2 separate regions of the Mus musculus genome follow, and region 1 is linked to region 2. The links are chromatin contacts, called in public HiChIP or PLAC-seq maps. All regions are on one chromosome and are shown on one strand. Each heading gives the region's core, a stretch centred on a gene start, on an enhancer-like site or on the middle of the called end of the contact. The rest is flanking DNA. Distances are from core to core; before and after follow the strand shown.

Region 1 (6,123 bases), core at 1,966-4,465, 440 kb after region 2:
GGCCTGGCTGGGAAGGTAAGTCCACTGTGCAATTCAGGGGCAGCTGATAATGCCAGCGCACAGTGCTCTGTGCAACCTAAAAGCCCATTGTGTGTAGTAGGTGGGTAGTAAAATGTAGGTCATCCACGTATTATTCCACAATGATGAGAAATAAAGTGCTTGATTAAGATTATAGGAACAGGGAAATTGTGGGGTGACAGCCAAAGTGTACAGAGTTTCCCTTGGGGTCTTGAATGGTTCTGAAACTGATCGTGGTGGTAATTGGCTATACAGCTCTACAAATATACTAAAAGCATTTGAATTGTACGCTTTTAAATGGGTAAAATGCATGTGAGGTGAACAGTCTCTTAATAAAGCAGCTCCCAAATGAAGAAAAGCAAGTCGAGTCTCCCTGTCTCTGTGTGGCAGGGTGAGCTGCAGAAAGCCCTAGATCATGTAGCTGCCACCATTATAGACTGACATTATTCTAGACTGGCACACTAACAAAGCTCTCCAGCCTCAGTCTTTCTTAGGGGATGTACCTCACCCAGGCAACACACCCAACTATGACTTTGCTTTCTGGAACATTCCCTGGGATACATAAAACCATGGAGTTCCCCACCTCAGAGGTTTAGAATCTGTTTCTAAGATCTGCAGGTGCCTCCCCAGATGGGTCCTCCATGATGGTAGAATGTAGCAAGCTCTCAAAATTTGAGGCAGAGTTGGTGTTGAAAGATGAGCCACCTATGGGCTGTGGGTGCAGCTGAGGAAGACTGTGCCTGGGCTGGAGTCAGCTCTCCACACAGCTACCATCCTCTCGTGAAGCCATCAGAGTAGTACGTAGGTTCTAAATTTATTCTTGACCTGTGGGGTGATTCTGAAGTATAATTCACCAGCATAAGAGGCTAGAACACTGAGCCATGTGTCCGGCTACTTTGTATCCACATTTAAAAGCCTGTTTTTGCCACGCTCTATTTGCAAGCTTCTGCTGGGTGTCTATAAAAGTAAGGAGCTGAGATCCTTAAAAAGTGCTACTTGTGAGAGGGCTCTCCCAGCTCATTCCTAGTGAATCGGGGTGTGAGTTTTCCCAGGCTGTGATTACAGATTTCAAAAATAATGGTTCATAGATTCCTTGCTCCAGGCTAAACAGAAAGCTGCCACACAGCCGCCTGAAACCTTGAGCTTTAACGATTTTTCTCAACTAAGTCTCAGCTGAGACCAAAGGTTTGGGACATGAGGCACCGACAGAGAGGAGGTCTATGAACTGAGCTGAGAAGTCCATGCCAGTTTGGCTTTCTTGACTTTGCCCTTTAAGATAAAGGAACAGCGTCAAACTGACAGAAGCTCACTGGGAACCTCTAAGTACAAGGCTCCACACACTACCCAGTGCCTCCTGGAGGCCACCTTTACCCCACCCACGCCAACCCACCCTCTCCCCTCATCCCTACCCATGTCAACCCATCTCACTCCTCGTCTCTACTCATGCCAACCTACCCTCACTCCTTACTCTACCCATGCCAACCCACCCTCTCCCCTACACATTCAAGCAAGCTGAATTAGGGCACACACACACACACACACATGCACACAAAAGTGCACACATACACACATACATTTGCACATACATACACACTGTGTGCATGTGTGCACACAGTCACTCACAAATACACACATGCACATACATGAGCCTACACACACAGGCACTCACACATGAACACATGCACATACACAGAGAGGGGGGAAGGAAGTTGTTCAGGAGAAGGGTTCAGGGGTTTAGAAAGGGTAATGGTATAATCGATCAAATATAAAGTTATCAAAATGATTTTTTTTAATGATAAAGATAAAGAGAGAGTGAACAGTCACAAGAAATGTGTTAAACGAACTCATTTTGTATGAATACAGGTATACAAAAATAGTCACGCTGGAGTGAGCGAGGCTATGATATGGATCCAGGAGACTTCCATTCATAAAAGTGTGGGCTAAACCGAGAAATGGAGTAGAAATGTGTGACGCCGGGGAGAGAGAGAGAGAGATGAAATGGTTCCAACGTCTTCATGTATTTTTAAAAGGGATGGCAGTGGGTAGCCAACCACTGCGGTGTTGCATTTGGAAACATGTTTCAGAGTACTGTAACCATTTTACTTTAAAATGTCAATATTTGCAATATACCAGAAAGTGTATCCCATGTAAGGATTTAAACTGAGGGAAAATATTTGAATGCTTAAGCCTAAAAATGTACAAGAAGCTGCATGGATTTGTTCCTTAAGAAGTCTAAGAAAAATGTGTGTGTGTGCACATGCGTTTGTGTGTGTATGTGTGTATGCACGTGTGTTATGTGTGTATATGTGTGTGCTTGTGGTTTGTGTGTGCATGTGTGTGTGTGCACATTTGTGTGTGTGTGTGTATGTGTATTTATTTATGTGTGTGTGTACACAGGCATCCAGGGGTTGGAACATTCACAGGCATGATTGCCTGTGATGGAATTGGCATTTTCATGTACTAGGAAGCTGTCTAGAGTGCATGCAAAACCTAGGGTTGTAAATGTTTCCTGGGTCTTTGCCAGTCTTTCGCAGGCATTCTACAGGGAAGTGGAACTGTCATAGCTGGTTAGGTGGGAAGAGAGCGCTCCTTCACTCTATGAATTCTGTCCTTTTGATCTACTTATCTTGATGGTTCTCTCAAAAATGCCCTTCTCTGCCTTACAGATCTAGGTAAGTTCTGTCTGCTGTGCTTTCCTGTCCCATCTTGCCTCTCCCCTTTCTTTCAGGAAGTTTCCCGCATCCCAAGGGTCCCAACCTCAAAAGCAGGGGGGGGGTGGGAGGGGGAAGGAGGGGGGCGCCTGAAGCTGCCAGTCCTGTCCTCACTTCTTGGCTTGAACCTAAAGTTTTCTCATTCTGTTTCCAATCCTATTTCCTGGGCAATAAGATGTGGCTAATCAGAGCGCAGGGAAAGGAAATGGGCAGATCGCCTGGCACAGAGCTTGGCATGCAGTCGGAGCTGGGCATCCAGCTGCACGCAGCAAATAGTTACTAATGAAGCAGCGAAATATCGTTTCCGGACCATCAGGAAAAAGTCGGAGCATCTCCTTCCTCTGCACTCCGGGGACCAAGAAGAGTTCCCAGGCCCTCAAGCCTCCTTTAAGTAACTTGCCAACTTGGGGTGATGCAGCCGACCTTGCCTCCCCTCCTCCCACAGCTGCTGGGCCTTGGCACAGGCCCGGAGCTATGAGGTCATGCTCGTGCCACGTGACCGCTGCTGCATCTGTCAGCCGTGATACAATTACTAAGACAGTCAGACAGGGCGTTTATGACATTCAAACCTGCTCTTCCCTCCTCCTTCTCCTCCTCTTCCTCCTCCCCTTTCTATACTCTGGTCCCTTTCACAAGCAAGGGACCGTCTCAAAAGTTCAGGAATCTGAAGTGTATGCCTTCCAGCGCGACAACTTTAAAAGGGAGGTAGGAAAGGGTTGTTCCTGCTGCTGCAGTTTGAAAACCAAGCTTGAGCCCTGATCTTAAAATCTCTTCTGTTGAAGCAACTTAGCATATGCTTTAGCGGCCTCTTAAAAATTATGATACCCTTTAACTCCGATAACACAAGTCTGGGGTGGAAATACTTAAAACTGGGGCAGAACTTCAGGTACCCAAAAATCACTGCTCTACTAAGATAAACAAAATATGCAGTGACATTGAATAAGTTGAAGTATATAAAACAGCACAGCACTAGGAAGTCACTATAAATGATGACCGCAGGACTGGAATAACGGCTCTGGAGTTAAGAGCATTGGTGCTCTTCCAGGGAACTCTGATTTTTGTCCTCAGCACCTATGTGGTGACTGACCACTGTCTGTCCAGCTCCTGAGGATCTGTCTGGGGAGTACCAGACACCACCCACATATATGGACTACCCTTTTCATACATTCACTCAAAACACTCAAACACATATGACAATAATTAAGAAAATAAAAAAAAATCTTATCTGAGAATGCTTCCTGACATGGAGTATACATTAAAAAAAAAAAAAAAAAAAAAAAAAAAAAGGATCGGCTGGTACTTATGGCGTGCTTACCGTGTGCCAGTGCTGACGGAGGCTCTCTCTGGGATCCCTGGAAAGGCAAGCCCTCTCCTTCCAAAGGGATCTCAGGGTTAACCAGCTGACCAAGGCATGAGTGCTGACCAAGGCATGAGTGCTGACCAAGGCATGAGTGCTGACCAAGGCATGAGTGCTGACCAAGGCATGAGTGCTGAGACGGAAGAATTTAGTCGAGCCTTGCTTTGAGTTTGGTTCCTATTCATCTAGACTCTGACCCCCTGACCCTCAGGCACTTACTGCTTACCACAGTAGCAGCGGGTAAAATAAGTAAGTGAATAAAACCATTCTAAGTCACATGATAACTCTGCGTGTGCACCATTAGGCCAGCGATGTGCATGCATGTAAAAAGGAGACCCCCCCCCCATACACAAAACACCTAGGAAATGGTGTGGGGTGTGGTGGTCCATGCTTGTATTCCCAGCACTTGGGAGGTAGAGGTGGGAACGTTAGGATTTGAAGGTCAGCTATGATTATTACACGGTGAGTTTGAGACCAACCAACATTACAAGAATCTCTCTCTCTCTTTCTCAAAAAGCAGATCTCTGTATTTTTACTATGGTATCTCTCGGTAGCACAACTAGACAAAATACTACGTACAGATCTATTTTACTTTTTAAAAATGTGTTACAGAATTATTTACAGAAATGAAACTTTGAAAGTAATTCAGCTGTCAGTTTCTGCTGGGTTCGTTAAATTATGAAACATGTTGCTTGCAATAGTTTATGGACATTGAAAATGAAACTTACAGCCAGGCAGTAGTGGCGCACACCTTTAATCCCAGCACTCAGAGGCAGAGGCAGGCAGATCTCTGTGAGTTCAAGGCCAGTCTGGTCTACAGAGGAAGTTTCAGGACACTAGGGCTACACAGAGAAAACTTGTCTTGCAACAAACAAGCAAACAAAGAAAATGATAATTACAAAGATCCATGATTTCATGTGAAAAACCTAGGCATAAAATGATAAGTATAATAAATATATTGTGCATAATTATTTAAAGATGCATATTTTTTATTCACAGGAAAAGTGAGCATATGGTAACTTTAAAAGGAGCCAAATTATAAACTTCAGATACTAAATGCTCCAAGTTTTAAGGCTTGCTAATCGTGCTGGACTTCCATACTGTTTTCTTATGTCTTGTATCATGCAGTAATAAAAACAATTCCACTGAGTTAAGGTTTGGAACACATAGATCTCTCTTTGGCTTTTCCCCAGAGCTTTCTATTTTGTTTTCTTTTACCGTCAAATCACCCCAGAGAGAAACTGCATGTCTCTCCTGCCTCACCAAGGGAAAGTCAGGACAGAACATGAGCTCCTAGCTTACTCCAGCAAGTGGCTTGCAACTCTGCAACGAGAACCTCTATCCCCGATCTCCTACCCAGTGCCCATATCTATATATCCATATTTCTTTTCCTCCCCTCCCTTTCTCCCTTTCTTCTTTCCTTCTTTCTCAGAGATTCATCAGTACCCACTGGGAAGATAGCCCTGGGTCAGGTGCCGTGGGCGGAGCAAACCTTCCTGCCCACTCCCACTCTGTTCCTTTGGGCGCACAGTCCTTCCCTGGCGCCCTCCTGTCACCCCCTCTCTTGCACAGGTACCGCCGGTCTGTGAGTCCTCATTGTGACTGACCTGAGCTCAGGACCTCCTGAGAGTGAAACAATGAAGCCTTCTCTGCGGTGCCAGCTATGGCCATGTAGTTACTGTCATATCTGACCCGCTGACCACCAAGGCTCTCAATTCCTACACAGTGTGTTTTATAAAAATGAATGACGGTGACTTGAGCCTCTTCAGACTTGTTCTGGATCCCAGGTTATCAGCAGGTATGGATCGGTAGGTTATGACCCTGGCCGGACTGCTTCCTTACTTCCTCAGAACTTCAAGCAGACGATAAGCTTGCTGGGTGTCCTGGACCTCAGAGCCTTCTGTAACCTCCAGGACAAGTCTTCATGGGTTTGGGAGCCTCCAGGATGAACCCAGGATCACCCTCCATAGGCTCATTGCCCAGTAAAGAAAGAGTTCACATTCATCTCTCTCAGGAGATGGCAAAGGATGTGGGGCA
Region 2 (5,700 bases), core at 554-3,053:
GCCTTGTCATTTGACAACCGAGGAGAGGAGCACCGAGCGTCGTCGGCCACCGATGGCCAGCTGGCAAGCCCCGGAGAGAACGGGGAAGTCCGGCCAGGCCAGGCCAAGCGCTTGGGGCTGGATGAGTTCAACTTCATCAAGGTGTTGGGCAAAGGCAGCTTTGGCAAGGTCTGTGGGCATCACCGTAGGATTCAGTAGTTCTCACTTATCAAATGGGGAAAAGAGGCAAAGAGGGAGGGAGGGAGGGAGGGAGGGAGGGAGGGAGGGAGGGACCACACTGAGCAGTTTCATGTGTTAGCATGTCCCTTCTTCCCAACTGTCAACTCCATGTGCACATTTCTTCCTTTGTGCAGAGAGCCATGTGAAATCCCGCTTTCTCAGTAGGAAAACCTTAAGCATGAGCTCTGAGCGTCTGTCCTTGGTGGACTCCAGGTTCAGAGCAAACCTTGCTGTGTAGGACTCTGGAAGCTGAATGTCCTTAACTGATTTTCCTGGTGCTTGCTAACCATTCTGCTCTTCTTCTCCACGTGAGAGGAGAGCTGGATAATTGTGTAGTGGATCCGGGCCTTTGCCCTTGAGGGCATTTCCCCCAGATCTCTGCTGCACTCTATGCCTTGTGGGGCTGTGCCCACCAGTGATGGTCCTGGCAAAATGCAAAGAGCCCAGAAAAATGAGGGGCATTTCAGATATCTGTCTATCTGTCTCCTTGTCTGTCTTAATACCGTGCCTGGTGTAGCAGTTAGGTTCTCTCATTTGTGCTGGGCTCTGGGAAGCAGCCAGGAGTGAAAGGCCTAATTCACCATTCCAAGGCCATTCTGAGGGAAGGCTCCGTGAAGCCCTCAGGCACAGGGCCTGCCTCTGCAGGCACTCACCTGCCCTATCTGTCCCGAGATCACCTGGCAGGGAGGTTACTGAAATTTCCTCAGATGGCAACTGCTGAATCGATCACATTCTTTAAAAACTAGCTTAATAAGAAACAGACCCCAGGCCTCTGGTTTACGTGTGGCTCTGGCTTAGGCTATGAGCAGGGCTAGGTCTGAATCTGAGCAGGATTCTAGGGAACTGAGCATGCTCAGAACTCCCAGGTCTGCACGTAAGGTAGACAGGATAGGGGTCCTGAAGACTCTGAGCGCTTAGCTGGCTTCTTAGGCAAAATCACACCATCGCAAGCAGCTTGGAGCCCGTTTTACATAGGCTGTATTTTGTAGGTGACAGAATCCGCACCCTCTCAAGTTCCTTGGGTTATGTTCGGTTTACTTTGACGGCAACATTGGAATAGCATTCTTCAAAGTTCCCAGGAAGGAGAATGACCTGCAACTATTTGGAGATAAATGAAAACGCCAACTGATAGGCAAATGCCAAGAAAACAGACTCCCCATAAGCCCTCAGGGGAAGGAATTGTGTCTTTACCTGCAGCACTGTGGATAAAACTGTAAAGGCAAACACAGGGCACGATTAAGTACACACAGATAAAGAGGTTATGTTCAGTAAGAAAAGATAGCAGCAGCTTGTCATGAAGCAGGCAAGGGAGGGCCAGTGCGGAGAGCAAGAGGTTTGTCTTTATGTCTCTTATGTGTACCGACTTAGAAGTAACAACCCCAAATAACTAGACAGAGGAGAAAACTCTCCCACAAAGAGAATCGACTGGAAAATAAATCTCCCAGGAAGGTAGACTGCAAGTTGAAAGCAGAGTCAGGGTAATGTCTCCCGTTTGTCAAGGAAGAGGAAGCAAGCCAACAGAAGGGGAAGGTGAAAGCGGCCCCATGCTCAGAGACGCTATTCTCTGAAGTAGCCCTCTTAAAAACCAGGAAATGTGGGCTGCAGAGATGGCTCAGCAGTTAGGGGCACTGTCTGCTCTTCTAGAGGTCCTGAGCAACCACGTGGTGGCTCACAACCATCTGTAATGGGATCCGATGCCCTCTCCTGGTGTGTCTGAAGACATGTACTTATATAAGTAAATAAACAAGTCTTTTTTTAAAAATCGGGAAGTGTGTAAAATGTTCAACCCTTTAGTTCTAAAACTATCTATTTCAAGGATATAATGCCAAACAAAATTTTAAATTGTGTCCAAAAGCACTCAGCGCAACTTATATAGAACTTAATTGGGTATAACTTGTTTCTAATATGAAGGAGATAGCAGAATCAATTATAGTGTATTTACTTTGAACTGAGTACCAGCAATCATGATAGAGATGAAGACTTTATAGGAAAATACATATAACATATTGCTTCTTCTGAAAGTCTGTATGTGTGTGTGGTATGGTGGGGCACACCTAATATTTTAGCATTTGGATGAAACAGAAGTGTCATGAGTTCAAGACCAACATGGGCTACATAGTGGGAACTGTCAAAAGAAATGAAGAAAGAGGGAAAAGGCGAGAAGAGAAAGATACAAGGGAGAGATAGGAAGCACGCTACATTTGTTCTCTGATAATTACAGTATCACTAGTGGAGATGAAGATATGAATAATTAGCCCCTGTGCATTAAACTTCTCTTACCTGAGCACTGTGCCAGAGATTTAAAAAAAAAAAACCCCTTAGGTAGTTTCCCTAAACGTTTAAAATGTTAGCTTCCTAAACATCTTCATTAAAAATGAAAGAAAGAAACAATTGACACTTAGATATTTGACATCATTTGGTTCTGTGGGTGTGAAGACTGACCAGATGTGTTAAAACTGGTTGCAGGTCATGTTGGCGGAACTCAAAGGCAAAGATGAAGTCTACGCTGTGAAGGTCTTGAAGAAGGACGTTATCCTACAAGACGATGATGTGGACTGCACAATGACAGAGAAGAGGATTTTGGCTCTGGCTCGGAAACACCCTTATCTAACCCAACTCTATTGCTGCTTCCAGACCAAGGTATGCTTAAGAAGGGGCTGGCCAGCTGACCTCTTGGGTAGTATCGTGGCATCTAACACACAGAATCTAAGCTATCAGAAACCACTTTTGACCGTCTGCGTACCTCTCTCCAAGACTTAGTGTGGTGGAGTGGATTTTACCCTTGCAGAGATAGGCGTTCGATTGAACACCATATGTGTGTCTGTGCAGGGATGAAAGATCGATAGTGCACTTTCAGATTGTGGCAACTCAAAGCCAAATGGTCAACCCCAGTGTTGACTCATTGGAAAAACCAACAGATGCGGTGTAAACCCGGTTCCAGCTCTTTTCAATCAACAGTAAGATTGCTTCTAGGCTGCTTCAGCTCAAAAGAAGAAAAAAAAAAAAAGCAAAAGCTACCTTCATCCTTCTACCTTGTGTGATGTCATAGGAGATGTTGAATCTAAACAAATGCTTGGAATTCCACAGTGAAATCCAACCATATAAAAGTTACCTGGCTGCCAGCAGGTGGCAGTAAAGGATGAGTGTGTGTATGGACATTGTAGCACACACCCACACCCATCTGATTTGGTATTATTCTTACAGAAACAGCACATGTTCTTCATAAAAATTCTTATTTTATTTTCCTTTTTGGAAATGCGTATGGGAGAAAGTCTTCTAGGATGCATTGTGAATCTGTAGTATTTGTGTGCTTTAGAAGGCAATCCAGACTGGGTCCTAGACAGTGAAGGGTGACATGTATGTAGGTGCTCGTGTGTGTGTGTGTGTGTGTGTGTGTGTGTGTGTGTGTGTGTGTGTATGTGTGTGTATGTGTGTGCGCATGTGCACACGCATACATGTGTTCTATATGCTAGGTCCTGGTGAACAAGACCCCGTTCCTGCCATCAGAAACTTGACAGCCTCTTTGCTCCAGCCCCCACCCTTACCCCTGAGGCAGTTTCTGAGAACCCTGCTTGTCTGAGGAGCTTTAGGAATGGGAGACTCTGTGGCCTGAGCTCCCATCCAGTAGTCTCAGGTCACATTAGCTCACTGGAGTCCCGGAAGAGTCCTGCAGCGTACCAAGAAAGATTACCTTAGTTTAATCCACAGTTGCCCAATTATTTTGGTCCCGACTCTCCCCCATCAACCCACGCATGACATCAGTAAGCAACACTGATCTAGGAAAGTTTTCCTCTCCTTCTGATGGCATCAGAAATGAGAACCACCTGAAAGGGCCTGGCCACTCTGCGGCTTATTTTTCAGGAACACCAGGGTTGCTTTCTCTATGAAACTGTCCTCAGAGACCCTGCTTCATAAAAATCTGTTTCTTTTCTGAGAAGCCTCAGATTGGTGGCTAAGTCATTTCTCTTTCAAACTTGTGTTGTGTAACACCAAACAGATTAGTGTGAGTTCATGTTTGTGTACAAATGCAGAGTCCAGTGTGGCAGAACAAGTGCAGAGATGGGTTTGGCGTTGTTCTCCCACTACAGCTTGGCTACTGTGGTTTTGGTTTTGAGATGGGGCCCCATTCTGAAGTTCAGTTCATTACTAGCCTGGAACTCGGGACAGTCCTGCCTCCACCTATTAAGTCCTGGCATTATAGGCACGAGCCACCATATCTAACTCATTTAGAACTTAATTCAAGATCAAAGAGAAAAGTATCAGGTGTGATATGTCTTTATTGTCTGTGGTTCTTTTCACATGGGCTTACATTCAGTAGTTTTAAGTTTTGTCTTAAAAGCAATAACAACAAAACCACTTAGTCTACTTTTTTCTTTGTATCATTGAAAAAATTGTTTCAGAGAACCAACAGTTGTGTGTGTGTGTGCGCGCGCGTGTGTGGTGGGTATTGGGAATTGAACTTAGAATCTCATGCCTGCCTTGAAGTAGGTGCTGGGTGTGGGGTTATCAGCGGGACACAGATTTGCCTGAGGAAGGATGACTGGGTGACTGGGGTCAGGACTTGGGGCTCATACTAACATCTGCAGTAAATTAGCACTAAGAAATCCTTAGTGTTTCCGTGGCATTCACACCAAGAAGAGCTGGGAGCTGCTGCTCTCAGGTCTAGCGGGGCAGCGGTGCTTTTGAAGGGTGAGATGGAGTGGAAGCAGAAAGGACAGCCTCAATCCGTGCTCAGTTTTCAACCTTGCTTGGATGTTGTTTTTCCTGAAAAAGTACCATTCCTCAGCCACCATACTGTTGTGGTTTTGACTGAGATTTTCATATATGATTCAAACCCACAAATATCTGTTTCAATCCTATTAAGATTTTTGCCTCATCCTTCATTAGAACGGGCAAAGCAACAGTGGGTGTGAAGTTGGTTTGGGCTGAGCCCCAGTGTGGTGGTTTGAATGAGCAGGACCCCTCCGGGCTCAGCTACTTGAATGTTGGCCTCCAGTTGGTGGCAGTGTTTGAGGAGACTCAAGAGATGCAGCTTTGTTGGGGGAACTGTGTCACTGGGAGTGGGCTTTGGACTTCAGATGCTTCCCACCATTCCTAATGTGCTCTCTTTGCTTTTTGCATGCTGCTCAAGAGCTGAGCCCTCAGCTTGTTGCTTCCACCGCCATGTCTTTGCTACACCATCATGGACTCCACCCCTCTGGAACCATAAGTACAAAGAAACTCTTTGTTCTTAGGTTGCCTTGGTCATGCTGTCTAGTTACAGCAATTAGAAAAGTCACTAACAGACTCAGGTTTTAGTATACAGGGAGGAATAGCTCTTCTGGAAGCTGCCTTGAGAGCGTCCTGGTCGATTATGCAGAACTTTAAACTGGGTGCCATGTACAGGTTGGCTGGGAGAGCTTGGGAGAGGGTAAAGTAAGGTCCTGTGCCTTTTCTGGCATCCAGCAAGGATGGCCATGCAGAGCCATTGGTAACAACCAT

The links. HiChIP or PLAC-seq counts read pairs in DNA pulled down with a chosen protein or histone mark.
Region 1: an H3K4me3 HiChIP or PLAC-seq map of bone marrow-derived macrophages shows a contact between it and region 2, with 5 times the contacts expected there. The contact joins two enhancer-like sites. A contact is called at or near these places in 6 of 39 promoter capture datasets (the 3T3-L1 cell line, hippocampal neurons, liver and 3 more), 1 of 484 Hi-C or Micro-C datasets (bone marrow-derived macrophages) and 9 of 115 datasets of contacts at active chromatin or transcription factors (VIP interneurons, bone marrow-derived macrophages, cardiomyocytes and 6 more).

Annotation. Positions count from the first base shown.
Region 1 is chr17:86,934,731-86,940,853 of GRCm38.p6, forward strand. No RefSeq gene overlaps it. Among named protein-coding and RNA genes, the nearest start is that of Atp6v1e2, 10 kb to the right of the region's middle. Within about 2 kb of position 3,216, at least 213 of the 459 cell types and tissues checked have an H3K27ac peak or open chromatin away from gene starts, as enhancers often do. A contact at or near this core is called in bone marrow-derived macrophages and liver, where this site is marked.
Region 2 is chr17:86,493,253-86,498,952 of GRCm38.p6, forward strand. Prkce (protein kinase C, epsilon) reads left to right here. Exons shown (of 15, transcript NM_011104.3): 9 at 1-168; 10 at 2,686-2,859. Among named protein-coding and RNA genes, the nearest start is that of Gm30284, 51 kb to the left of the region's middle. Within about 2 kb of position 1,804, at least 26 of the 459 cell types and tissues checked have an H3K27ac peak or open chromatin away from gene starts, as enhancers often do. A contact at or near this core is called in bone marrow-derived macrophages and liver, where this site is marked.